Linked DNA regions of Mus musculus: all the other regions are linked to region 4. The links are chromatin contacts, called in public HiChIP or PLAC-seq, capture Hi-C and promoter capture Hi-C maps. All regions are on one chromosome and are shown on one strand. Each heading gives the region's core, a stretch centred on a gene start, on an enhancer-like site or on the middle of the called end of the contact. The rest is flanking DNA. Distances are from core to core; before and after follow the strand shown.

Region 1 (3,529 bases), core at 1-2,500, 540 kb before region 4:
ATGTACTGGGACAGCCCTGCACAGCCCTCAGTGGGCTTGAAGGGGAGCCGGCACCGGTGCATCAGCCTGGAGGTCTGACCTTGTGAGATCGGCAGCACCAGATACGCCCAGCTCCTCGGCAAGGCCGGCAGGCCATCAGCAGGACTGGGGAAGACGGGTACAGAAGGGTACAGGGGAGACATGGGGGCAGGTGTAGAAGGAGATGAGAACCAGTTACACAGGACAATGGACTGCATGGTGACGAATTAATGGAGCCACAAAGATACAAAGATCTCAGATTTTGGGCCACTGAATTAGAGTGGGGAGTCAGTCACCCCGACCCTGACCCTGCTTCAGTAACGCCCAACAGGTCACACAGGGAAGGCCATGTGGCTGGCAGATGCCAGTCACAGGTGTCTGTTGCGAGGGAGTAGAGACCCAGCCCTGTCACCTTCCAGACATAAAATCCTTCCTGTCTGTGTGACAGGACACGCCCCACCTGGGTTACAGCTCCATCTGTCAGCCTGAAGGGTGGTTATGGGGAACAAGGCGGAAGGAGGAACCCGGCCTCAGGCCTAGTGAAGTGACTTAGACACTTCCTCCAACAGGTGCCCATCTGGGTGGCGTCAAGACCATCGTAAAGACGTCTGCAGGCGGGGGTGGCCCGGGCTTTGTTGTGCGGGGGAGGGGATCGGGCCGGGCACTCCTCCGGTCCGGGGCAGGGTGCCAGGCACCTGCTCCAGGTGAAGCGGCACCTGACAGAAACCGAACGCTGCAGGACCCAGAGTAGGATGTGGGGACGACAGGCACCGGGATCCGCAGCTAGCCTCGGACACCGAAGTGGGGACCCCGCTACACACGCTGACTCTCGGGGAGGGCCAAAGGAGGGGATGCTGGGGTAGAATCCCGAACAGCACCCCTTCCTCCGACCCGGTCGGCGCCTCCACCTGCTACAAGGGCCCGCGCGGGCTCCCGATGGGGACCTCGTCCGGGACTCTACCCGTGCCTGGGGTCCTCCGCGCCTTCTGGCCGCCCCGCGGGTGCGGACAAGTCGCCTACCTGTACGGCGTCGCCGGCCATGTCCTCCGGCCGCCCGCCAGGGGTCCCAGCGCCAAGGAAGGGCTTGCGAGCGCGCGGGCGGGTGCGGCGGGAGGCGCGGCGCCCAGACCCTCCCAGGCGCGCGGCGCGCTCCGGCCTGCTGCGCTCGGCCCGGCCTGGCCAGGCCTCCGCCGAGCTGCGCCCTCCGGCCCCAGCGGCTGCAGGGTGGGTCACGTGAGCGCCGAGGTCCGCGCCTGGGGAGGAGGCGGGGCGGGGGCGGGGCTCCCGGCGGCCCCCGGGGCTTGCAGCGGGGAAATAGGGTCCCTGTTGGCTGTGGGGTGCGGCAAGCGCTCCTTGTAGCGTAGGGGACTCTGAGCGGGCCTAAGCGACCGCGAGCCTCAGAGGCCTTGTCCCCCGCCTCCAACCCCTTTGAATGCAATGGTCACCGTCCACCACCACCCTCGACACACACGGCCCAGCTGCACAGAGGCATCCTCCCTCCCGTTTCCCGGGAGGCAAACACAGGGAGAGCCTGACTTCAAATCCCAGTGTCCTGGGCCTTGGGGGAACACAATACCCCTCAGGACTAGGATGTCTGTAAAACTTGAGGAAGAGTAGGGCAAGTGTATAGATCCCAAGTGCACAATAAATGCCAGCAGTTGTCACTTTTAGCTCATTTTTTTAAAGACTTTATTTTGATTCATGTGTGTTAGGAATAAGTTTCGGGGTGGCAAAGAAAGAGACCATCCTTCAAAATGAAATGTCCGAACAAGGCAAACTTTACTCTTCATCAAGACAGTGCGCTGCGGAAAAGCAAAGAGAAGACAGGAAGTGCATATGGTTTCTATTCTAACTCAGGTGACCTCGCAGTCTTATTCAATTGGCTAGTCTGAGAAAATTGGCGCAGAGGAAATTGAAGGGGAAAGGGGTCACTGCTCCAAGCGATCAATTTCCTAGAATGGAGCGGGGGGGGGGGGGGCGCTTTGTATAAACAAAAGTTTTACTGGGTGAGGAGGATTAAAACATCTCCTTAAAAGTCCTATAAGGTAGGAGAGATAATGATTTTAATTACTGTCCAAAAGACTAATCTTATACTATTTGCTAGAAAAGACTCATATTTAATTTCTTGCATGTGTATATATGTGTTTCTTTGTGTGAGTTATGCACATGTGTGTGGGTGCCTCTGGAGGTCAGAAGAAGACATGGGATGCCCTAAAAGGAAGTTATAAACTGTTTGTGGACTGCACCACCTGGGTGCTGGGTCCAGACTTGAGTTTTCTACAAGAGTAGTATTGCTTCTATCTCTTCAACTCCTATTTTAATCTTTATACCATTTATTGAGTGTGTTCACGTGCATGTACCACACATGCCAAGCCAAATGTGTGGTGGCCAGTGAGTGACTTACAGGATGGCTTTTCTTCTGCACCCTATCATTTGGGGGGGGCACCCAAACTCATCTTCCTAAGCCCTGAACAGGCCCAATACTCCATCACTGAACTCTCAAGACTACAGTAGAGGCTTCCTTCCTTGTCCCCCAGCCGCCTCCTCCTTACAGTCTCTTCCCCAAACCGCATACCAACGGAGCCTAAAGTCTAGACATTTCCAGGAGGAGCCCACCAGGTCCTGTGTCACCTGCCGCCCTTGGTCACTTGCCACTCGCTGCTTCAGCAAGTTGACACCCTCATTATAGCTCAAATGTTGGTGGAGTGAGTTAAATAGCTTGCCACACTAGTCATCTAACTTCCTTTTTACAGATTGATAAAAGAGAGACGCCCCTTGCTTTCATAATAAAGCCAGGATGTTCATGGTCCCTTGCATATCAGGCAAGGAACCCACCCATCTTACAGATGAGGAGGGCACGGAGGGAGTTGGCAGGGAGAAAGCTTTGCCCAGAGCCCTGCTTGCCAGGTTCTGAGCAGCCTCTGGGGATGAGGCTTGGGAATCCAGCCAGAGTCTCCTTAACCTTCCGGCATTCATTTACTCAGTGAGTCTTTATCACAATCTGCTAGGGATTTGGGTGGACTGGGAACAGAGCTGTACTCTAGGCTTTAAAAGGGACAGACAAAGAATGTATTGTAAAATCTCCACATAGCAATGATAAAAGTCCCACCAGATCCCTGAGGCATCCCTGGCCGATCTCCAGCCTACTCTGGGCCCCAGATATGTTACCTATCACTGTGTTCTGCTTCTCCGTGCTGGAGAGTCTGGGCTTGCCTTTGAAGCAGCCGTAGAAGAGGTTTCTCAGCCTCATTTGGCCTTCAAGGTAGTCTGTCCAGCCACTCTGGTCTTTTCATATTGCTGCCAGCCATAGGGTCTTTGTACAGGCTGCGATCTGGAATAAAATGTCTTTCTGTCACATTTCCCCAAGGCTGGTCCCCTTTGCTCATTTATTTTTTTTTAAATTAATTACATTTAAAATCTTATTTAAATGTATTTTATGTATATATGTATGTGTGTATAGATATGTGCCCATGAGGCCAGCCAAATGTCCATGTGCCAGAAAAGGGCATCA
Region 2 (3,346 bases), core at 200-2,699, 590 kb after region 4:
GGGAGGTCAAAGAATGTAGACCCTTGTGGGCTCTTAGAACCGGGAGAGTAACTTTAGAGTCCTGGTCGTTTGGAGAGCAGCAAGGGACATGGATTTGTCAACAGCCTCTTCCTGGCTGCTAAAATAGCCAGTGGCTGGAGATGGGGCTCAGTGGGAAGAGCTTGCCTCACACGCATGAAGCCCTAGGTTCTGTAAACCAGGTGCGGCTGCACACAGAAGGTGAGGTCAGGGGTGGGATCTTCTGTCGTTGCTGTCTTCCTTTGTTTGTGTTGGTTTTCCAGACAAAGATTCTCTGTGCCACCCTGGCTGCCCTGGAACTCACTCGGTGGACCAGGCTAAGAGAAGTGGAATTATTTATTTATTTATTTTTGGTTTTTCGAGACAGGGTTTCTCTGTAGCCCTGGCTGTCCTGAAACTCACTTTGTAGACCAGGCTGGCCTTGAACTCAGAAATCCGCCTGCCTCTGCCTCCCAAGTGCTTGGATTAAAAGCATGTGCCACCACTGCTAGGTAATGGCACATATCTGTGGGCACATGAGTATGTGTGTATGCAGAGGAGTGCTGGGATTAAAGGCATGTGCGAGAAGTGGAATCTTAAAATCCTTTTTAGCTACATAGTTTCAGCCCTGAGAGCACTTTAGTTACATAGAAGTCAGGGTGGGCTGCAGGAATTCCTGTCTCAAAAACAAAACAAACAAAAACAAACAAAAAAAAACAACAAAGAAAAAAATCAGACTTGAGAAATGAAAACAAAGGCAACCACAGTGGCAGAAGTGGAAAACCACTTGCCCTGTTTGATAAGGAAGAAACCTAAAGTTTATAGGCACTTAGCTTCAGGACTTGAGACTTAATTGCAAATCTGCCTGGCCATAGGACCTGTGCTCTGAACACTGCTGAGAGTGCCCCCCACTACTGCTACCACCACAGACCCCATCATTACCAAAGATGACACCACCACCACCACCATGGACACAACCACCACCACTACAGACTCACCTGAACAAAGGACAGAGCTTTACAAGTCTCCTGAAGCACTTCTTGAGGAGCCAAGGGCAAAGGCACACCAGCAGCTACTCTCTGCCCTCCTCCCTGCAGCTCACCTGTCCCCTGCTGTTTGTTCTGCAGGCCCAGGAAGGCCTCCCAGCTACCCAGGGCAGAGATGGGCACCAGGGGATCCAGAGTCCAGCTCTGATTGATAGCAGTCCCGGACTGAACAGGGGTCGCTGGGGCCCCAGGCCTCCCTGAGCCTGTGGGTAGCCAGGCCCCACTGAACAGACCCAGCAGCGTGGTGAACTGGCTACGGAACATCACTTGGCTGTGCAGTCGTTTGTCTGTTTGTCTTAAAATGGGCTCAGGGTCCTTCGCAGTGGGCCCTGCTGTCTAGTGTGTGGAGTGCGGGCCCTCAGAGGTCTGCTTTTTATCACTGTTCCCTGGAGAGCAGCTTGAGAGTTGTTTTCTGGGAGCTCACAGCAGGGAAGGAAGGGAAGCTGACCTGGCCAATCCCACAGCTCCTCCCAGCCTGCTGAGAGTCCCTGGGGGGGCTGAGCCTGCTCCATGGGGACCATGAGAATCAAGGTAGGCAGGCCCAGGGGACAGCAGCTAAGGGGTCTTTTGAACCCTCAGACCCCTATTCATCCACTTAGTGACATCACACCCTTCGGTGCTGCCCTGAAGTTTCTTGGCTGTGCACCTTCATGCAAGGTCATTAACCACCTTGGGCTTCATCCCTTCTCTGTAACAGGATACTGGCAACAGCATCAGATACAACCTCAGAGGTTGTGTTGAGGACTCAGAGAGACCTGAAACACACATACTCATGCTCATTTGTCTCATGAACCCATAACTTTTTCCCCCTGTTCTGAGGAAGAAACCTTTATGAATTATAAACAGCTCTGCAGCACTCCTGTACCCAAACGACAATGAATTAACCTGACTGCTACTACTGTATTACTGGGTGGGGTGGAGACAAGACCTCTGTATTATGTAGCTCAGATTGGCCATTATCTTGAGCTTCATCCACTTCAGTCTCCTGAGTACAGAGACTGCAGGTATGGGCCACAACTCCCATATCTGTCATCCCAGCACATAAAAAGCACCGGCAGGAGGATCCAGAGTTTAAGGGCAGCCTTGGCTAAAGAGCGATCTTGTTCCAAAGGAAAAATAAAACAATAGGATGAAATGAATTTCAGAGGGATCAAGGTACCGGTTTCTGATACCTGGGCCGTCAGGGAAGACCCCCCCCCACCCCCACCCCCAAGAAGGTGACACTTTTGCAGAGACCTGAGATGCTGATACAAGCGATGGGAACAGAGTGGTGGGAAGTACACAGAAGACGTGAGATTGCATCCCAGACTTTGGGTTCTCAAGGCGCCTGTGGGGGTCGGACACGGCCCTTGTCGGTGCATCTCACACCCAGGTGAGGAGGAGCAAGGCATGGCGGCAGGAGCGTGAGAAGCTGCTGCCTGGGTCCTTCCCGCGGCGCGCTCGCCATCTAGCGGCCGCTACACCCTGGGACACTAGCTTCCAGCCTGCTGTTCCTCAAACATCCTTTCTGAAGAACCTCCAGCCAACTCCAGTCCTATACCGACAAAGGCTGCAGCCCAAGCATTGCAGCGGCCTTGACGTTTTCTCTGCCAGAATCCCCCACTTCTCACTTCCACCTCACTTCTTTTTGGATGAGCGCACTCACCTCACCTCCCACTTTCTCCTTTGCTCCACGTGGCTGCCAGGAGACACCTGAGAGCACTTCAGTCAGGTCAAGGCCCTTGGCTTACATCCCTCCAAGGTGCCCATCTCCCTTCTGGAGCAGGCTAAAGACCTTTCCAAATCCCACCAAATCCTGCACGGGGATCTCTCCATCATTTTCTCAACCTCGCCTACCCATCCTTGCCCCTGTTTCTCACTCTAGCCAGAGTTTCACAGAAATTTCCAAACTTCTCAGGCAGAGTCCCACAATACCTTGCAGCCACACAGAGAGCCTTCTGTACCCACAAATAGTGATTTCAAGGATTCAACCAACTCCAATCTGAGGACTTGGTAACCAAGTGAGGCTATCTAATGCAAGTGTTTAAACATACCTGGCACATTAGGTTTCTGCGATATACACACACACACACACACACACACACACACACACACATATATACACATATATATTTAAGTTTTAGTTTTTTAAGACAGGGTCTCCTCACAACCATCACAAACAGCTGTAATGGGATCCAGTGTCCTCTTCTGGTGTGTCTGAAGACAGTGACAGTGTACTTACATATATAAAATAATAAATCTTTTTAAAAATAAAAAAAAAAAAGACAGGGTCTCTTTATGTAGACATAGCTGCATATTTGACT
Region 3 (3,773 bases), core at 746-3,245, 640 kb after region 4:
ATGTCTTTTTTCTTTTTTTAAAGATTTTATATATGTGAGTACACTGTAGCTGCCTTCAGACACAGACATACCAGAAGAGGACATTGGATTATATAGGTTTATGTCACCCACATTTTTTCCAGACAGGGTTGCTCTCTGTAGCCCTAGCTGTCCTGAAACTCACTCTGTAGACCAGGCTGGCCTCAGATGGGCCTGGTTTTGCCTCCTGACCACTGGGATTAAAGCTGTGCACCACCATCACCCAGCAACACTTAGTTTGTTGCCTCCTATCAATAAATTTATGATCTGCCAGTTATTTTTGCAACATTTATAACAGTTTTAGTTTTTAATCACTACAGTAATAAAAGGAAATGTATTTTAGGAGTGCCAGTTTTTCAGCTGGGTTTGGTGGTATACCCCTCCCCCTTGAATCAGCACTTGATGGGGCAAAGGCAGGCTGATCTCTGAGTTTGAGGCTAGCCTGGTCTATAGAGCTTCCAGGACAGCCAGGGCTATACAGAGACAGAAAGCAAGCAGAGGGAGCCCTGAGTAGGTAGAGTCCAGCCTGAATGTATATCTTAATCTGGGCACAGGAGTCCAAGACCAATTGACCCCTGGAAAACCTGTCTAATCAATTACCTATATGAACCAGGCTCAGGAGGAACGGCAACTCTTTCCCTAGAGTTCCAGAATGATGGCTTCCAGATAATCAACCAGTGTACAAAGGCTAGCAGATCTGGCTTCCTCTCCTGGTGTTTGCAGGCTAGGATTGCTCACCCCCAGATTCTTCCTACCAAGACTAGCTGTGCTGTATTTAATAAATAGCTGAGGGTCCAGGTTGCAGCCATAGCATTAGAGAAGCCACCGGATCCCAGTTTCACTGTGTGTCTGTCCTTTCTTCATTCCCTCACATAGCATTTCAGGCCCCAAGCTGCTAGGGATGTAGCAGCAAAAACAGAAAGGGTTGAAAAGATGGCTCAGAGGTTAAGTACTGGTTTGTCCTGCAGAGGACCAAGTCTAATTTTAAGCACCCATATGGTGGCTCACAATTGTAATTCCAGCCTCAGGGGACCTGAACCTCTTTTCTGGCCACTATGGGCACTATGCACACACGTAGTATAGAAATAAATATATGCAGTCAAAACACCCACACCCGTAAAAATGTGTATTAAAAAACCACTTAAACACAAGAGATCCCTCTAGATGGCTCAGTGGGTACAGGTGCTTGCCTAGTCTGATGACCTGAGTTGCATCTCCATGACCCACACGGTGGAAGGAGATTGTGGACTCGTTCAGGCTGTCCTCTGACTTCCACACTCCCGGAGTGGATGGCACATAGGCATGCACAAAATAGGTCAAACGTAAAACAAAAATAAAATTCAGCTCATCGATGAAGAGCATCAGGGAACAGGAATTAGGTTTTCAAAATCCATGCCAGGAGGCTTATAACTAGGGGATCTGATGCCCTCTTCTGGCCTTAGTTGGAAGGTGCCCAAAAGTAGTTTAAATCATATATAACATGTAAATAAAATAAAATGAAGGTTGTTCCTAGGTGGTGCCTGCCTTCAATTCCAAGGCAGAGAGGCAAGCTGATCTCAGAGTTCTAGGTCAGCCTGGTTTACAGAGTCCTAGGCTGGGACATAGTGGAACCCTGTTCCAAAAGAATTTGATCTGGGCACTAGTGGCGCATACTTTTGATCCCAGCACTCTAGCCGCAGAGGCAGGAGAGTGTGAGTTTGAGGCCAGTCTGATGTACAGAGCTAGTTCTAGGACAGTCAGGGAAACACTGAGAAACCCTGTCTTAAAAAGACACTGCCGCCACACAAACTGTAGATCGAAGGGGCGGAACTCTGACGCAGTGTGAATTCCTCAAACTCTTGAGGGCCACAGGTGACCCCGAGTCCCGCACCTACGCATTATGAGCTCAGACGCCCACCGGTCCATACAACACAAATCCGTCTGTTACCACATAGCACCAGCATAGCCCAAAAGGCAGAGCCAGTTCGGAGGGCCTTCGAGTTCGCCGCCCCCGGGGGGGGGGGGGCGGGGGCGGGGCCAGGGCGCGTTTCATTCAGCACGTGCTCGGGGCGGGGCGTGCAGGGGGCGTGGCGTGCGCAGAGGGCGCTGAGGCGGGAAAAGACGGAATGGAGCGCCACGGAGTGAGTGCGGTGCGGTTTCCCGTGTGCGGGCGGCGGGAGGCGGGCGACGGGGCTTAGGGCCGCGGGGAACAGAGACTTCCTCCACACATTCGAACCCGGGCCCTGTTCCCCGCGGTTGGAGCCGCCTCTTGCCGGGAGAGGCGAGGTTTCCTGACTAACGAGACGGTGGGGCCTGGTGGACGAGGCTGTGAGGGGGTGCGGTGCGCTTCAGGAGCTGGTCGAAGACAGCACACGGTGTAGACCAGGCCGGGCCTCGAACCCTCAGCGGTTGCCTGCCTCCGCCTCCCGAGGCTGAGGAGGGGTTCGAGGCGTGTGCCACACTCGGCCTCCTTTTAACTACTCTCCGCGGGAAGGTGTTAGCGCGCCCCCCATTGCGGCCCCGAGGGTCCTGACCCCGGGGCCTCCCTGCTAGCGCGTCCCTTTTGAGCTTCCCCACCCCGCCTCTCAGAGCTGGCTGCGCTCGCAGGTGGCCGCGCCTCCCGTGGAGTTAAAGGACCAGGAGCCGCCGGCGATTGTGGAGAGCGGAGAGCATCGGCAGAGTGAGAACCACGAGGAGACGCCCGGCTCAGTGGCCCCGAGGTGAGGAGTGACAGGCCCAGCTGCCCTTCCGGGGCCCCGCCTTGGTCACGTAGGTCATTCCACGTGGTCTGCCCTGGGCCTTGGTCCACGGGTGATTTAACACCTTCCAGGTTGGTGTTTTATGAAGCCGCAGAGGACAAGTGGAGCACCGTGGCGGGCCCGGCCTAGGTGTCCTCGTGAGGACAGCCATGAGACAGACCTCATATAGAGGAAGTTTACTGGCGAGAAGGGAGAGGTGGAGGAAAATAGAGAGCGAGAGCGAAAGAGGGAGGAAATGGAAAGATGGAGAGAGAGGGAAGATGGAGAGAGAGGAGGGGAGGGGAGACAGACACCAGAGCCAAATAGTCCTTACCTGTGAGCCAGGGTCTTACCTGGCTGTTGCTAGGTAACTCTTGGGCGGAGCCTACAGGAAATGCTAACAACAGGTGCCCACATTGGTTCTGGGTACTGGCAGTCTCCTTTTGATATCCACAAGGTTTAATTTCAGGATGCATAGAATCCTCATGTTTAGACTCATTTTCTCTTGGTTTTTGTTTTTCTTTCTTTTTCTTTTTTCTTTTTTTTTTTTTTTGGAGACAGGGTTTCTCTGTGTAACTCTGGCTGTCCTGGAACACACTATGTAGACCAGGCTGGCCACGAACTCAGAAACCCACCTGCTTCTACCTCCCAAGTGCTGGGATTAAAGGCATGTGCCACTGCTGCCCGGCTAGTTTCTCAATTCTTTTGTGGATTTATATGTGTGTGTGTTTTATTTAAGACATCAACAGAAAAGGGGTGAAAAAAGCTGGGCATAGTGGCACGTGCCTTTTATTTCCGCACTCCAGAGGCTGAGAGGAAGGCAGGGCTCTAAGCTCAAGGCCAGCCTGGTCTACAAAGTAAGTTCCAAGGCAGCCAGGCAGCCAGGGCTACGCTGAGAAACACTGTCTTGAAAAACCAAAACCAAAAAAATAAGACATCAACAGCCAGGCTTGGCGGCATAAACCTTTGATCCCAGCATGGTCTATATAGTGAGGCACTCAAAAGACACCAAAATCAAAGTCACTTAGATTTTCTCCA
Region 4 (3,538 bases), core at 992-3,491:
GAGCCTTAGAGCAGGTTCTTGGAAGTTCCCCAGTCCCTGGCCCACCTCTCTCCTCCAGCCTCCCCCATCTCCAAGCCTCCCCAGGGTGGAAGGCTCACTCACCTACTTGTAGCACTCGATCCACAGCCCCACTCTGTAGCAGGTGCAGCCCACGGGTGAATGGTACCCGGGTGTCCTGCTCACCTTCTGGGGGCTGGTAGCCCAGTGATGAGTACATACAGATCTCCCGCTCACTTCGTGGAAAAGACCAGAACACAATGCGCTTCTGAACCGGTTCCGGCACCCGGGAGAACCTTTCCTCCACCTGTGGGGAGTGCTGGTGGGTTAGAAACCTGGGATTGAATCCTGGCTTTGCTGTTTATAAGCAGCACAATCTTGCTGCTTATAAACAGCACCTGACTTCTCTGAGTCTGTCTTCTCAAGTATAAAATAGCAATGTGACAATCAACCATCCTATGGAGATTGGGAAGATAAAATATATATAAGTGAGCCACGAATGGTGGTACACCTTGAAGTCCCAACAACTTGGGAGGCTATACTTGTGTCAACTAGTTCAACACCAGCTTGGATGATACAATGAAACTCCCAGGAACAAAATAGGTTCCAATACAATCATATTTATTTACAACAGTGCCTGGCTCATAGTTAACATTCTAGAAGCTCTTACTGGCAGGTCGCAGGGGTCTGGGGTAAAACCCTCCTCAGCCCAGGCTTTGTGCAGGACAAGAAGAAGTTAGATACACGTGTGAGAAAGACCGAGGACGTGGGTTCCTAGCCTTCCCTCTGCTCAGCCCCTTATGGAGATGGCATCTTCACAGGGACACAAGATGCTGAAACCATAGCACTGGGTCAGTGTCACAGCCTCAGAACGAGCCTGAGGAAGCTGGCATGACAGCTTGAGAACCTGAAGGGGTCAGCATTACTACATCAGAGATGAAGTCAGCTCTTCAGGATCCCTAAACCAAATTGTTCAGACTCCCAACATCAGTTCCACCCTGGGTATTTCTTCCCCTGTTCCTCCCCTGAGGAAAAAAAAAAAAGCCCCTTCTCTAGGAGGGAAGGGCTGACCTGCCATCCCCTGTAGACTCCAAGGAATGGAGCCAGCATTCGAGGCTGTGTTCCAATCTGAGTTGGCTAGTGACTGGCTGGGTGACCTTGGGCAAGTTTCTCAACGTCTCTGTGCCCCAGTTTCCTCAAAGTGAGAACAACTCCACAAGGGCTCCAGAACCTGCCCAGAGTTCTCTTAGCACCTGGCTGGGCCAAGGCAGATCTGTGAGAGTCCTGAAGACAGTTTTACGGTTCTTCTGTGCATGTCACATAGGGTGAACAGCACGGAGGCCCTACCCAAGGTTTCTACGAGAGAAGGGGGAGTCAGTGATTCGGCTCCTGACAGTTGGCAGATGACTAAGGAGGGATTTTCCGGTCATGAATCAGAGCCTGCTCAGTCCACGGTCAGTCCAAACCCATCCATCCTAACTCAGGAAGAGTTGTGAGGCCAAGAACACTCAAAGTCAGACTGAAAGACAGCTGTATGGGACTGAGAGGAGCCTCGGACCCTTCCCATCTTCTTGGGGGACCCTTAGACAGAGAGAGGGGAATTTTTTCTCGGGACACCACTCCACAAGTCACAGAGTAGGGGTTCCAGGAGCCTCTCTGCCTCTGTATCCCAATCTTGGCTCTGGAATAGCTGGAGGGAGGGGGAAGGGGGGAGGAGGGGCACAGAGCCCTTCCCTCAGTGACCCTGCCTCTTGTCCCACAGTCGGGGATCTGGAGAGGACTGGTGGGCTCTGGAGGCTGGAGCAAAGGGATACAGGGGTGTCATGTATAGGCCCTGCAGAGACGGGGGTCTTCTTCCTGGAGGGTGGGACAGGGAAACCCTACGGCAGGAGTGGGGCAGTGTGGGTCTCTGGGCTGGTGTGTCTCTTGAGGAAGAAAAGAGGTCAGAATAGAGACCCGGAGGGTCGCGGGCAGAGAGGCTCGGGGTGCGGGGCCCGGGGTGGCGGTGTGGGGGGCTGGCTGCTGGGGAGGGGGCGAGGTGTGAGGCCTGGGGCAGGCCGGGGCCTTACCTGCTCGAAGGCCCAGCTCTCGGCCACCCGCTTGGCGCTAAGGTCCAACAACGGCTCGGGGCGACTGCGACGGGCCCCGGTCCCGGGCTCGTCCCCCGCGGGGCAGCCCCGGCTGCGCTTGGCCGCCGGGGGCTCCATCCGGCCGAGCCGGCCGGACGACGCGGCCCCTTTAAGACTCTTCACAACAATGAAGCCGTCTTAGCAGCCGCTGCCTCCTCAGACGAGGCCCCGCCCCCACCGCCCTATTTCTCCCTTTCTATTGGCTGTCCTCAAAGACCCGCCTCCAAGATGCCGCTGTTCATTCGACAATCTCCACGTCCGTCTTTTCTGTGCCATCCAATAAGAGGTCGCAAGAAGAGTCGCTGTCCATCACGGGGCGGTATGAGCCAATCAAAATGAGGGAACCCCACGGCTTGGCCTTGTGAGGAGTTTCGGGGAGGTCTCACGTTCATTCACAACATTCCTTCTCCGCCCCTTTGGGCCGGCCCTCTAGCCTGGCGGCTGGGGCTGCGCCTACACACGGCTTTGTTTACGGAGGGTCGCTTCCGGCCGCCTCCCGGCCGGGGTTGACTCTCTCTGAGCTGTAATGACCCTAGAAACTCAATAACCTCTCTGGGCCACTGGTACAGTTTGGATGCTCTAAGAGCCGACCCGGGCCAGCACAGTCCTTCCTAGCAATGCGCTCGCTGTGGGCTGTTAACTTTACGAGTTCCTCTTGAGCTGCGAGCTAAGACACCCCAATCCTTTCTACGTCTGTGGAATGAACATGAAATTGCCCATTTCGACCCATGAGAGTGTTAGTTTCATTAGATTGGACTTAATGCATGTCAAATCCCCCACTTCGAATCGTTTTTTCCCCCTGACTCAGCTTATATTTTCCACAGTGCGGAAGCCACTCACCATCTTCGTCATTTTTCCACACCCCACCCCCATGACCTAAGAGAACCTTGCGTTTTCCTACCGTCGCGGCCTCTCCAGCATCATTTATTCATCTAGTCCAGGATTAGATGGCCCACCACCCTGCACTACCTCTGAACCCCCCCCCCCCTTCTCTCATTATGTAACCCTGGTTAGTCTGATTGGAGATCCTCTTGCCTCATCCTTTAGAGCTCTTTGAGATACCAGGGTAGGGGGGTTGTTAAATGTCTCTCTGAACTCTGAGCTCCAAGGATCAAGTGTACGTCCATGGGGAGACAAGTCAGCACGTGGAACAGCGCCCAGCGTACAGTAGCAGTTCAGACTAAAACCTGCCAACATAGCTGTGATCCCATTTAGTGTTTAGGATCCTCAAAGCAGGAAAAACCCAACCTGGTCCACAGAAGCCGACTAGCCCACTGGTTGCTTTTGGACAGACCCCTCCCCACCGTGGCAACTAACAGTCACTCATAAGTAGCCTGTGAACCCTTGAAACAGGGCTGCTCAAGTGGGGCTCTTTTGTAGGGGGAAGAACACAATGGAGGAACTGGAGAGAT
Region 5 (3,584 bases), core at 65-2,564, 660 kb after region 4:
AAAGATCAGCCCTGGGACTGAGTAGGGCTGTAATATGGCCCTTCTGGAAGTGGGCAGGGGGCTGCCCTGGTTAGGACTTTGTTCCTCTCAAACCCACAGCTGTTTTCAGGAGAGATAACCATTGCCCATTTTACAGATGAAATGCGTGACTGAGGAAAAGGGATGGTCCTTCAAGATGTTGTAGGTGGGTATAGGCTGCATAGTATACACAGAAATGTCCTTACCTTTAATGGTGGGTCCCAACACGCCCAGCTCCCCCATCTCATACACAATGTCCCTGTGAAAAACTGCAGAGATGGGTGTCAGAATCAGACCCTGTCTCAGTCTCATGGAGTCCCTGACTCCAGGGACTGCAGCACATGCAAATCATGTATGGTTGTGAAACCCAGCATGCCCACCCTTCCACCAAGGCACCTTCATTTCGATTAGCCAGCAGAATTCGAGACATAAGCCGCTCCTGGCAGTAGTTACGGAAGGTGTCCCTGATCAGTTTCTCATCGGCAGTCAGCTGCTCCTCCAGTATGAGTGGGTCCTTCCAGTCAAACACGGGGCGAGAGGCTGGGTAGAGTATGGGGGTCGAGTCAGCCAGAACCCCTTATCCTCTTTCACATTTTTAAGCTGTACCCATTCCCCGCCCCCCATCTCGCTCCAGGTGAATTCTGGCTTCAAAACAGTCTGACAAGCGCAACCCCTCTCCAGCCAAGTAGAAACAAATACCCTCTACTTTAGACTTCTGACCCTGGGGATAACCCAGCCTCCCTTCCCAGAAGTCCTTGCATTCATGGACTAGCATGGGTCAGAGAAACAGCTGGACTGGGAATAGGTGGGTAGGTGATCTTACATTTGGCCGGTCGGATCTGTGTCTTCTCTGCAAACAAAGGACGAGAACGCCACACTGAGAAAGTGTCCTGTGTCTCCCTGCCCACCCATCCAGAGCCTTGCACTGACCGGTGTGGGCGGCCGCCGAGCTCCAGGTACGTGGAAAACGCGGGAAGCGCAGGCCGGACCTGCGGCTCAGCAACCGCGCGGAGACTCCTCTCAGGGACATGTAGCCGGTGAGCATTGCAGGAACCATAACCTGGAAGGGCTGAGCGTCAGCGGGGACCAGCCTTCTCCCACCCCATACCCTTCATACCTGGTGCTTGCGGGCTGTGCTCCGGGACCAGCACACTAGGCCTAATAGGGGTTGCTCATTGGTTCCTCCTTGGTTCCTCCCAGAACACCGCCTCCTCTGTGGCTCTGCCTTTTAAAAGAGCCAAGGCAGCTGCCTGGTTTTGCAAGCGGGTTCTTCCATGCCCAGGCAGGTCTCTCCTTTAAACAGCAGAACCAGGAAGGGGCGGAAACAAGTGTGCAAACCCGATTGGCCAACTGTATTTCTGCCCCGCCCATTCCTGGTTAGCTAGTTGCCCAGAGCCTGAGAAGCGGGATCCCAAGTTCAATAAGAACGCCTGGAGGCCAGACCTTGCGAAATCCGCAAATGGGGTGCCTGCAGAGAGAAAGGTGGTGAGCCCCATCCCAACTTGTTGCTTTGTGTGTACTTCGTGGAAGGATGTGATCTTCTGTGGCAAAGTAACTGCATTTCTGTGTACCTGTGTGGTTCTCCTACCTTCTGGGTGTTGTGCAGAATAATCTAGAATATGTTATAACTGGGTGTCTTGGATGTTACAGTTTCTATTGGAGTATGCACTGATTTGGAGAAAATTAAGACAAGAATAGAAAAGAAGGGGGGGCATAACTGTATAAACTCTCCTGAGAAATAGTAACTGGTTATCCTGACAAAGCAGCCATCTAACAATTGTCCTTCAAAAAGAGAAAGCTCTAACCATAGCTCCAATATCTGATTCTCAAAAGTGCTTGACTGACCAACCACACAGAGAGACTTCCCCTTATAGACTTACATCGACCCTTTTATGGTTTTTAGTTTAAGGCACCAATGAAGATTATTGGCTTAGCAATAATGTTATAACTATAAATGTTATAGAAACCCATCTGTGCAATTGCTCAGACCAACAGTAGGTTTCTCCTCTGGGCTTGTGAGTAATAAATTCTTCTGATCCTCTTCTCAGTTGTCAAAGTCTGAGGGCAGCAACTTGTCATTTGGACTTTCCTGTAACGCATTTTATGGGGTTGTATTTCTATCTTGTAACTGGCTATGTAGCTGGGTAGTGGTGGCACACGCCTTTAATCCCAGTACTTGGGAGGTAGGGGCAGGTGGATTTCTGAGCTTGAGGCCAGCCTGGTGTACAGACTGAGTTCCAGGACAGCCAGAGCTATACAGAGAAACCCTGTCTCAAAAAAAATAAATAAATAAAATAAAATAACTGGCTATGTCTCCTCTTGTAGCTGTGTGTGGGTGAAAGCTACTATGATAGTCATCTTTACAAGTGTATCTTGTGGTGTGTGTGTGTGTGTGTGTGAAGTGCTAGGAAGCAAACCTAGCATTCTACTCAAGCTCAACAAATACTGCATCACTGAACTAAACTATATTCCTCCAGTTGTTTTCTTTTCTTTTCTTTTCTTCTTCTTCTTCTTCTTCTTTTTTTTTTTTTTTTTTTTTTTTTTTTTTTTTTTTTGGTTTTTCGAGACAGGGTTTCTCTGTGTAGCTCTGGCTGTCCTGGAACTCACTTTGTAGACCAGGCTGGCCTCCAACTCAGAAATCTGCCTGCCTCTGCCTCCCGAGTGCTGGGATTAAAGGCGTGTGCCACCACGCCCGGCATTGTTTTCATTTTTTAATTACATTTATCTATTTAGTGTGGGGGGTGAGAGAGAGAGAGAGAGAGCACGCAATGTATGCACAGCTCTCCATGTCCCATGTTTAGGAGGACAAAGGACAACTTTCAAGAGTCATTTCGCCTTCCACTATGGGTGTCCTAGGGATCCACCTTAGGTGTTTAGGCTTGGTGACAAGTGCCTTGACCTGCTGGACAGTCTCTCAGGCAGGCCCATTTAACACAGGGCCTCTGTTACAGTCAGGTTCCTTAGAGATTCACCATAACCATAAATAAATTTTAATAAGAAGAGGCTTATTTAGGTATGGCTTCCAGTGTGGGATGAGGGCTGCACCTGAGAGCACTCTCCCCTAGCCAGATCTACAAAAGGCTTATAAAGTCAAACTCCACAATATTATAGATATCCTGAAGGGCGTAGTTTTAACATATGTCTTATAGTTGCCCTAGTCATCTTTTTGAGTGGAATAAGGAAGTTTGATTACAAAAACAGGAATATAAATTAGACTTATGACCTTCTATCTTGCTAGAACAGTCAAGATCAGTCCATCGAAGTTTGTTTTACGAGATAGGGTCTCTCTGTGTAGCCCTGACTGTAGGTATAAATTTTTTTACAGCCTATTTTAATAAACATTCAAGCTCTCCCCTTGCCCACCACTCACCAGAGGTAGTGGGAAAGTTATTAGGATATGGAGGAAGTGGATCCCTACAGCAAGAGTTCTTCGGGGGCTAGCTCAATCTTCTTTGGCAGCAGTTCAGCCCTGTGGCAAATACCAAAAAGGAAGCAGCAGCAGTAGTTTCATCCTCTCTGCAGGCAGACACCACGCATGAACCAGCAGCTGTAGTCCAATCCTGAGG
Region 6 (3,486 bases), core at 944-3,443, 600 kb after region 4:
CTTTCCTTACCCAGAAATGGATTCTGGAGATGTTGTGGTGGTTGACTCCTCTGATGGGCTCTTGTCCTCTCTGCTGGTAGGTGGGGGATGAGACATGCCTGATGCCAGGACTGGAGGGAAAGGTGTGGAGGGCTCCGGGACAGCAGTGGGTGAGGCCTCTGGGGGTGCCGGGATACCCTGGCCAGCTTTGGCCTGTGACAACAAGAAACGAGAATCAGGCAAGCAGCATCCCTATCAAGCCTTGCCACCCTGCCCCATCATGGCCCCACCCTGCCTAAGGCTAATCTCTCCTGGGCATACAAGCTCTTTGCCAGCATCCCAGCTAATCTCCCCACCTTGGTCACCATGACAACCACAAAGTTCTTCTCATCTATATGGTATTCCTTGATGGGAACATCGTCACTCAAGATCTTGCCAGCATAGATGAGTTTCTGTCCAGCCACGGGGAAAGCATCTCTACCCTTCTCAGCTTCTATCTTCTCCTTCAGCACCTTTACCTAGAGTAAGGAGTACAGGTATTAAACACAGAAGTTTAATAGTACAGTGTGCGTGCATTTATAAATAGCACTAACACACCAAGACACCCTCAGTGAAATCCAGGCATAGTTGTGCACACTTATAATCCCAGCACTTAGGAGAGACAAGTGGATCTCTTTAAGTTCCAGGCTAGCCAGGACTATATAGTGAGACCATTTCAAATAGAATACAATGACCATCACGAACCCTTAGGTTCCCTTCTTCTTCCCTTTTGTTTAGAGAAAAAGCTTTGCTTTCAATCCTATGAGATTCCTATTCAATCTATCGAGCTGACAGCAGTCTATTACATGCCAGACACGGGAACTGTTCACCGTGTGTGTATATGTGTGTGTGTGTAATGGTAGTGGTGGTTTGGGGACAGACCCCTAGCTCAGGCCTTGTATATTCAAAAGCTCCATCCCCAACCTGTTTTACAACTTGTTTTACAGAGGCCTGTGGAACAGAACAAACACAAGTCAGTGTTCTCATGAAGAAGACACTGATGTGAGAAGAAAAGCAAACTTGTATTTCCAATGGGATGTGGTTAGGAGGGGAAACAGTAATAAGAAAATGAAACGGTGTATCCATCGCTGGCCTCAAACAGTAACTTTTCTGTACTTACTGAGGTCATCTTTCTTCCCTCCATTTTTGGAACAGGATTTTATTCTGTACTCAACTCCAGGCTTGCCTAAAACATCATAGCCCAGGCTGGCCTAGAACTCCAGGTAATCTCTGCTCAGAGATTATGAACATGACTACCAAGCTTAGACTTCACTGAGGGTACACCAATGGCTTCAACCTATGTTTTGAGAAGGTTTAGGGGAGGTGGCCCAAGACAGCAATATCAGTTACTTGGAGGTTAAGTAAAGAAGGTTCACATGAGCCCAGAAGAACAAGACTAGACTCCACTCTCAAAAAGCAAAACCAAACAAAAGTTCATACAGCATGTTTAGGCTGCTGTTATGTGAAATGGAGAAAAAAAAAAATCTTGTCACTGTCATTATTGGCTGTGACCGTGGCAAAGTTCCTTAACTCCGTGGTTGTCAAAAGGGGAAAGTCAGGAGTCCCCAAACGACAACACTGTTTTGCAGACTCAGCAAGATGACACTAATACTCTGGTAAAGAATAAACTGGTAAAGAATAAACGGCCAACAAAGACGGACCACCAAAACTATTAAGATTAAGACCATTTATTATTATCATCATTGTAGTCACCAGTCGGCACCTCGTTGGCACTGAGGGCAAACTGTGCCACCTGAGCAGCTTGCAGGCTGGGAACGCGGAGCCCGCAGCTGACACGGGAGCCAGACCTGGGAACTCCCAGGGACTGGCCCGGGAACAGCGCCCGAGCCGCCGGGGCAGGGCAGGGCCGATCGGGGGGATCCGAGGAGGTCGGGCTGCTGGGGGAGGGCAGGGCCTGGCCACGGCGTCCTCTCCGCCCCTCCCGTTGGATCCCGGCATCCCTGCCCCCACCCACCCCGGCACCCGGTCGCTCCCGCCCCCGGGCTCCGGCCCGCACCGTCTCGTCAGGTTCCATGCGGATCTTGAAGGTCTGCTGCTGCAACGTTTTAAGGGTGATGGTGACGGCCATGGCGGGGCCGGAGCAATGCGGCAGCCCCGGGATCCTCGTACTACATGCAACTCACGCCGCCGCCATCTTAGCGCCCAGCCGCGCCGCGCCAAGCACTTCCGGGGCAAGTGTGCAGCGCCCGCCGATCGTCAGCGCCGGTGACACCCTCCTCGACCTCTAGAGCATGCGCGGCTGCACCTTACCTTAGACATGCGCAATCTTAGCTTTGTGAGCTTTTGCTGTGTGCACCAGCATTCCGCTGTCTTGGTGACATCATTTCTGCTAACAGTGATGTCATTATACCCACAAAATGGCTCCTAAGGACTTTTAAAGTTTTTAAGGTGTTTGTTGTAGATTTCTGCTCCTAAGTTATTTTTCATACATTCTGCCTATTTCAAGTGACCCAATTTGGATCTGGTCAAAATAAAAGGAATCTTAGCAGAGGACTGCCTAGAAGTTACCATCAATCAATGTAGAGGAGGGCAACTATGTGACCCCATTTTCAAGGACCATCTTAATTTTTGGAATAAATTTACACTTCTAGTTCATGAGTTCCCCACATCTTTGTAATCCTGCAATGACCTACCTATTCATCCAAACATTTTCAAGGTTCTTTTATATTAAATATGTAATTCTCCCCTCCATAAATTTTCCTTACTTACACCAACTCTTAAGGTACCTACATTTTTCGTGGGGGGAAGGGGTAGTATTCATGAAGCTTTAGACCACCCTCACATACCAAAAAGTAATGAAAATGTCAGACTCAGGATAGGGCAGTTCATCAGGGTGATTTAAGGGACTCTCAAACAGAACTAACATCACCATCCTCTTAGATGCTTGCTTTGCCCAGTGTTTCTATCCACACCAATGATCAGGCAATTAACCAAGGCCTGCCTCCCTCCCTTCACTTGAGTCTAGACTCCAGAATTGAAAGCTAGATCACAACTTTCTTGTGAAGAACACAGGCTTCCTCCTGCCCATTCTTCAACCTACTACACTAGAGTATAAAAGGCAGCCTTGAGACTCAACAATGAGTCTCTTCTTTTCCTTGTGGTGGGGATGGAACCCAGGCCATGCTAGCTAAGTGTCCAACTGAACTACATAACCCAATCCTGGAATCTATCTTTATCAGCTCAGTCCTAGAACCATGGGCCCTTGGGGAAAGTAGATCACTGTCCCTGAGCTCAGTCAGTCCCTTTGACTATTATCTACCAGCATGCACCCCACTACTGTGAACTTTGCTCAGCTTTCCTAGGTGTCAGTCCAACAGATCCATCCCACTTTTAACCAAGATGGCTAATATTTGAATTCACTAAATTCTAGTCAGTCTGTCAATGAGGTCTGTGCTAGAATCAAAACTTACACGTCTATGAGTTTAGGATCAAGACCTGATGGCTACT
Region 7 (3,611 bases), core at 986-3,485, 730 kb after region 4:
AAAAAATTTTTTTTTAACTTTAACAGGGCTAGAGAAATGGCTGAGGTTAAGAGCACTCTTCTAGAGGACCCAGATTCAGTTCCCAGCACCCATATCATGGCTCATAACTGTCTATAACTCCAGTTCCAGGGGATCCCACACCTTTTTCTAGCTTCTGTGGGCACCAGGAACTCATGTGGTGCATAGACACACATGCAAGCAAAATACCCATATATAAACATATAGAATTTTAAGGACTGGAGAGATGGCTCAGAGGTTAAGGTTCTGAGTTCAATTTCCAGTAACCACATGGTGGCTCACAACCATCAGTAATGAGATCTGATGCCCTCTTCTGGTCTGCAGTCATACACGCAGGCAGAATGCTGTATACATAATAAATAAATCTTTTACTTGTGTATACGGGTATATTACTTGTGTGTGTATGGGCGTATTACTTGTGTGTACGGGTGTATTACTTGAGGAGACCAGAAGAGGCAATAGGATGTCCTAGAACAGGAGGTAAGGCTGTTCTGAGTCACCCAGTGGATGCTGCGAATCCAACCCAGGTGCTCTGGAGCAAGAAAAGAAAGAAAGAAAGAAAGAAAGAAAGAAAGAAAGAAAGACAGACAGACAGAGACAGAGACACAGAGACAGGCAAGCAGACCAAAGCTCTCATCTTTCTAGACCCACTTTTTTTTTTTTTGGAGACAAGGTCTTGCACTAACCCTGGAACCCAACAATTCAGCTGGTGGACTGGTCAGCTATCCAGACCCATGATCTTCCTGTCCCCTCACTCCTAGCACTGAGGTGACAGGTTTCTGTTGCTTTGCCTGGCTTTACCTTTGGATGCTACGGATCCAAAAAAAAAACAGGGTTCAGGCTGGAGGTAGCCTGGGCTGACATTCAACTCACTTTTTTTTTTTTTTTAAAGATTTATTTATTTATTATATGTAAGTACTGTCTTCAGACACACCAGAAGAGGGAGTCAGATCTCATTACGGATGGTTGTGAGCCACCATGTGGTTGCTGGGATTTGAACTCTGGACCTTCGGAAGAGCAGTCGGGTGCTCTTACCCACTGAGCCATCTCACCAGCCCTCAACTCACTTTTTATCCAAGGGTGGCCATAAACTCTTCATGTTCCTGCCTCCATTTCCTAAGTGTTACGACTCTGACTTTATGCAGTGCTGGGATGGAAGCAGGACTTCATGCATGCTAGACTAACAATCTATCACTAATACAGACCCAACTTCAACTTTTTAAAGTCCCTTTTATCAGAAGGTGACCAAAGGGCTGTAACCCAACAGCTCACCTGAGTGACATTCACATTCTGGTCCAGTGCGTACTGTATCAGCCCCGCAGCTGTATCGTGTGACAGGGAGTTGAGGTTGTACTTGACTCTGGTAAAGGACAGAGTTTAGTCCACACCATTGCAAAGGCAGGACGCAGCCTGCCTGTGTTGGTTGCTCTTCCCCCCACTCATGAAGGGACGCCTCACCGCCCAAGCATGCTGGTAGAGATCAGGTTTGGAGACAGGACGTCCAAAGCCCAACCCACAAAGTCTCCATCCTCCTCCATTTTCGCAAAGAGCCTCTCCCGCTCGTTCTCTGTCAAGGTCTTAGAGTCTGGGAAGAAAGTTAAAAGAAAAGGGGACAAGTGGTTGTTTCCCGATTCCGCTTTCCCCTCTGTATCTCTCCTGCCCCCCTGCACATACCCAGGAACCCAGAGTGCAGACATTCTGCACAGGCTCACCTGCCACTTTCAGGGCCTCCAGATCTGCCAAGCGAGACAGGGGGCAGTAACAGATGGCGTAGACCATGGGACCTTGGTAGGAAGAGGACAAGTCAAGAGTTCTGAGAGCAGGGTTCCCACCAGAGAGTACAGTACGTAAAAGCCACCTTGCGCCATCATCACCACGGCCCAAGGCCATCCCACTATCGCTTCCGGATCCCAAGGCCCAGCATGATCCTCACTCCGGTTTCCCTGAAAACTGCACCCCTTTCACCCACGCGCCTCCCAGCCCGCGGCCCTGGAAGCGCACCAAGCACAGGGCCTCGGCCCGCTTCATCCACGCCCAGAACGCACGGCTCCTTGAGACACACAGCAGGTACAGGAGAACTCAGACGACAACGACCCGTATTGTCCCTCTCCAGCTCGCTGAGATCCATGCTGCCTCTGCGACAGCCAACAATTGTAGAAAACAACACTGCAAGCGCAGGTCCCAGCGCGCGTTTTCCGCGAAAACTGCAGTGGCTCTTGATGCTGACCAATCGGCTCGCAGGATCCGCCCTCGATGCGCCCTCCGGCGTGGTCGTTTACGCACGCGCTGCTGTCGCCGCTGGTCTGCTCTTCTCTCCTGGGAATTGTAGTCTTTGAGGACTATCTCCAAGGGCGTGGTTTGTAATGGAGGGTGGGCAGGGTCACTTTGCAAGCTCCGCCCCGTTGCTGCTGGAGCCTGGCCCTCAGTGACTGGTACAGAGAGAAATAACGAGGAAATTAAGATGTAGTTAAGCAGATTGTTTGGTTTGTTTCTTTCGAGACAACTAATAAAGCCCGGCTGGTCAACCTTGAAGTCACTATGTAGCCTGGGATGACTTTCTATCCATAATCCTCCTACCTCCATTTCCTATGCTGGAATTACCAACCCTCACTCAACTGATATTTTTTGGAGGTTTACAAGATCAAATATCATTGCACAGGCGGAACACTGGTCTCACCGGGTCCCGGTCTCCTACTACCTCCATTCATGTTTGTAATGGCTATCTGTCTCTGTCTCTCTATTTGTTTGGGGGGTGGGGGCAGTGGGGGGAGAGTCTCACTGTGTCTCTCTAGCTGACCCAGAATTTGCTACATAAATTGGCCTTGAACTCACAGAGCTACACCCACCTTCCCTCCCCACCACGCTGCACAGAACCTCCGCTCCTAGTACTGAGTGTCCCAGATTCCACAAGGCTGAGGCCTTCTGACTCACATTTCCTGAAGTTAATGGCTCTCCAGGACACTGCTGCCTCTAGGACCTGTCCCTTATCATCTTTCTGAAAGAAAGCCTTCTGTACCACTGTGGGAGATGCCGGGCCCCAGCTGCTTCCTGTTTAGGCTCTGCACCCATCAGGCAGGTATCTTCCCTCCCTTCCCCCATCCCTCCTCTCTTCTGCTATCCCTTATTTTAGGAAGCTCCCATCTCCCGGACTCCTTAGCCACTCCGAGCACACTCTATTGTCTTCTTGGTCAATGAGACACACGCCCATCATTCCTCTATCACATGCTTCTGCTTGCCACCAAGTTTTTTTTTTGGGGGGGGGTTGTTTTGTTTTTTAAGACAGGGTCTCATGTAGCATTAAATAGCCTAAAATATTAAATTAAACATAGCCTTAAATATTATTAAATATCGCCTGGGTTGATCTTGAATTCTTGATTCTCCTGCCTCAGGAGTGCCTGAGTCACAGGCCTGAACCTCCAACAGGGCTTTCTCCTTCCAGCGTTTCCTGCTTTGTCCCATGGCTGTCGGAAAAGCTCCTGTGTCTGAAGTCAGGTGCCTGCTCCCCAGCCAACCTGAAGCTTCAGACTTTGGGCCCTAGTACTCACCTCAAACCAGCCACCACCTCAGTTCCTTCTCTTCCTGCTGTTTGTTTT

The links. HiChIP or PLAC-seq counts read pairs in DNA pulled down with a chosen protein or histone mark. Capture Hi-C pulls out chosen DNA fragments and counts their contacts.
Region 1: a contact with region 4 is called in a promoter capture Hi-C map of liver, with 2.9 times the contacts expected there. The contact joins the promoter of Pkn1 here to the promoter of Zswim4 in region 4. A contact is called at or near these places in 3 of 115 datasets of contacts at active chromatin or transcription factors (effector CD8 T cells, large pre-B cells and thymic regulatory T cells) and 1 of 9 other capture datasets (liver).
Region 2: a capture Hi-C map of embryonic stem cells shows a contact between it and region 4, with 3 times the contacts expected there. The contact joins the promoter of Dand5 here to the promoter of Zswim4 in region 4. A contact is called at or near these places in 3 of 39 promoter capture datasets (the C10 cell line, embryonic stem cells and erythroid cells), 1 of 484 Hi-C or Micro-C datasets (myocytes), 5 of 115 datasets of contacts at active chromatin or transcription factors (astrocytes, bone marrow-derived macrophages, embryonic midbrain and 2 more) and 4 of 9 other capture datasets (adipose tissue, embryonic stem cells, liver and 1 more).
Region 3: a contact with region 4 is called in a FOXA1 HiChIP or PLAC-seq map of pancreatic cancer cells. The contact joins the promoter of Syce2 here to the promoter of Zswim4 in region 4. A contact is called at or near these places in 2 of 39 promoter capture datasets (the C10 cell line and embryonic stem cells) and 2 of 115 datasets of contacts at active chromatin or transcription factors (embryonic forebrain and pancreatic cancer cells).
Region 5: a contact with region 4 is called in an H3K4me3 HiChIP or PLAC-seq map of bone marrow-derived macrophages, with 4 times the contacts expected there. The contact joins the promoter of Gcdh here to the promoter of Zswim4 in region 4. A contact is called at or near these places in 2 of 115 datasets of contacts at active chromatin or transcription factors (astrocytes and bone marrow-derived macrophages) and 2 of 9 other capture datasets (adipose tissue and liver).
Region 6: a contact with region 4 is called in a promoter capture Hi-C map of liver, with 4 times the contacts expected there. The contact joins the promoter of Rad23a here to the promoter of Zswim4 in region 4. A contact is called at or near these places in 4 of 39 promoter capture datasets (the C10 cell line, embryonic stem cells, erythroid cells and 1 more), 1 of 484 Hi-C or Micro-C datasets (CD4 T cells), 8 of 115 datasets of contacts at active chromatin or transcription factors (bone marrow-derived dendritic cells, bone marrow-derived macrophages, effector CD8 T cells and 5 more) and 4 of 9 other capture datasets (adipose tissue, embryonic stem cells, liver and 1 more).
Region 7: a contact with region 4 is called in a promoter capture Hi-C map of liver. The contact joins the promoter of Rnaseh2a here to the promoter of Zswim4 in region 4. A contact is called at or near these places in 1 of 39 promoter capture datasets (embryonic stem cells), 7 of 115 datasets of contacts at active chromatin or transcription factors (astrocytes, bone marrow-derived dendritic cells, bone marrow-derived macrophages and 4 more) and 2 of 9 other capture datasets (adipose tissue and liver).

Annotation. Positions count from the first base shown.
Region 1 is chr8:83,697,929-83,701,457 of GRCm38.p6, forward strand. It overlaps Pkn1 (protein kinase N1), which reads right to left and starts at 1,251. Exons shown (of 22, transcript NM_177262.4): 1 at 1,039-1,251. The coding sequence starts at 1,059.
Region 2 is chr8:84,821,374-84,824,719 of GRCm38.p6, forward strand. Dand5 (DAN domain family member 5, BMP antagonist) reads right to left here and starts at 1,450. Exons shown (of 2, transcript NM_201227.3): 1 at 996-1,450. The coding sequence starts at 1,307.
Region 3 is chr8:84,870,116-84,873,888 of GRCm38.p6, forward strand. Syce2 (synaptonemal complex central element protein 2) reads left to right here and starts at 1,996. Exons shown (of 5, transcript NM_027954.3): 1 at 1,996-2,138; 2 at 2,605-2,717. The coding sequence starts at 2,124.
Region 4 is chr8:84,234,801-84,238,338 of GRCm38.p6, forward strand. It overlaps Zswim4 (zinc finger SWIM-type containing 4), which reads right to left and starts at 2,242. Exons shown (of 14, transcript NM_172503.3): 1 at 2,067-2,242; 2 at 103-304. The coding sequence starts at 2,204.
Region 5 is chr8:84,892,607-84,896,190 of GRCm38.p6, forward strand. Gcdh (glutaryl-Coenzyme A dehydrogenase) reads right to left here and starts at 1,315. Exons shown (of 12, transcript NM_001044744.1): 1 at 1,136-1,315; 2 at 949-1,078; 3 at 842-868; 4 at 415-558; 5 at 225-287. The coding sequence starts at 1,075. Gm39213 (predicted gene, 39213) reads left to right here and starts at 1,402. Exons shown (of 3, transcript NR_168730.1): 1 at 1,402-1,500; 2 at 3,541-3,584.
Region 6 is chr8:84,838,459-84,841,944 of GRCm38.p6, forward strand. It overlaps Rad23a (RAD23 homolog A, nucleotide excision repair protein), which reads right to left and starts at 2,194. Exons shown (of 9, transcript NM_001297606.2): 1 at 2,036-2,194; 2 at 336-497; 3 at 11-192. The coding sequence starts at 2,107.
Region 7 is chr8:84,963,841-84,967,451 of GRCm38.p6, forward strand. Rnaseh2a (ribonuclease H2, large subunit) reads right to left here and starts at 2,236. Exons shown (of 8, transcript NM_027187.4): 1 at 2,020-2,236; 2 at 1,731-1,802; 3 at 1,477-1,603; 4 at 1,291-1,378. The coding sequence starts at 2,146.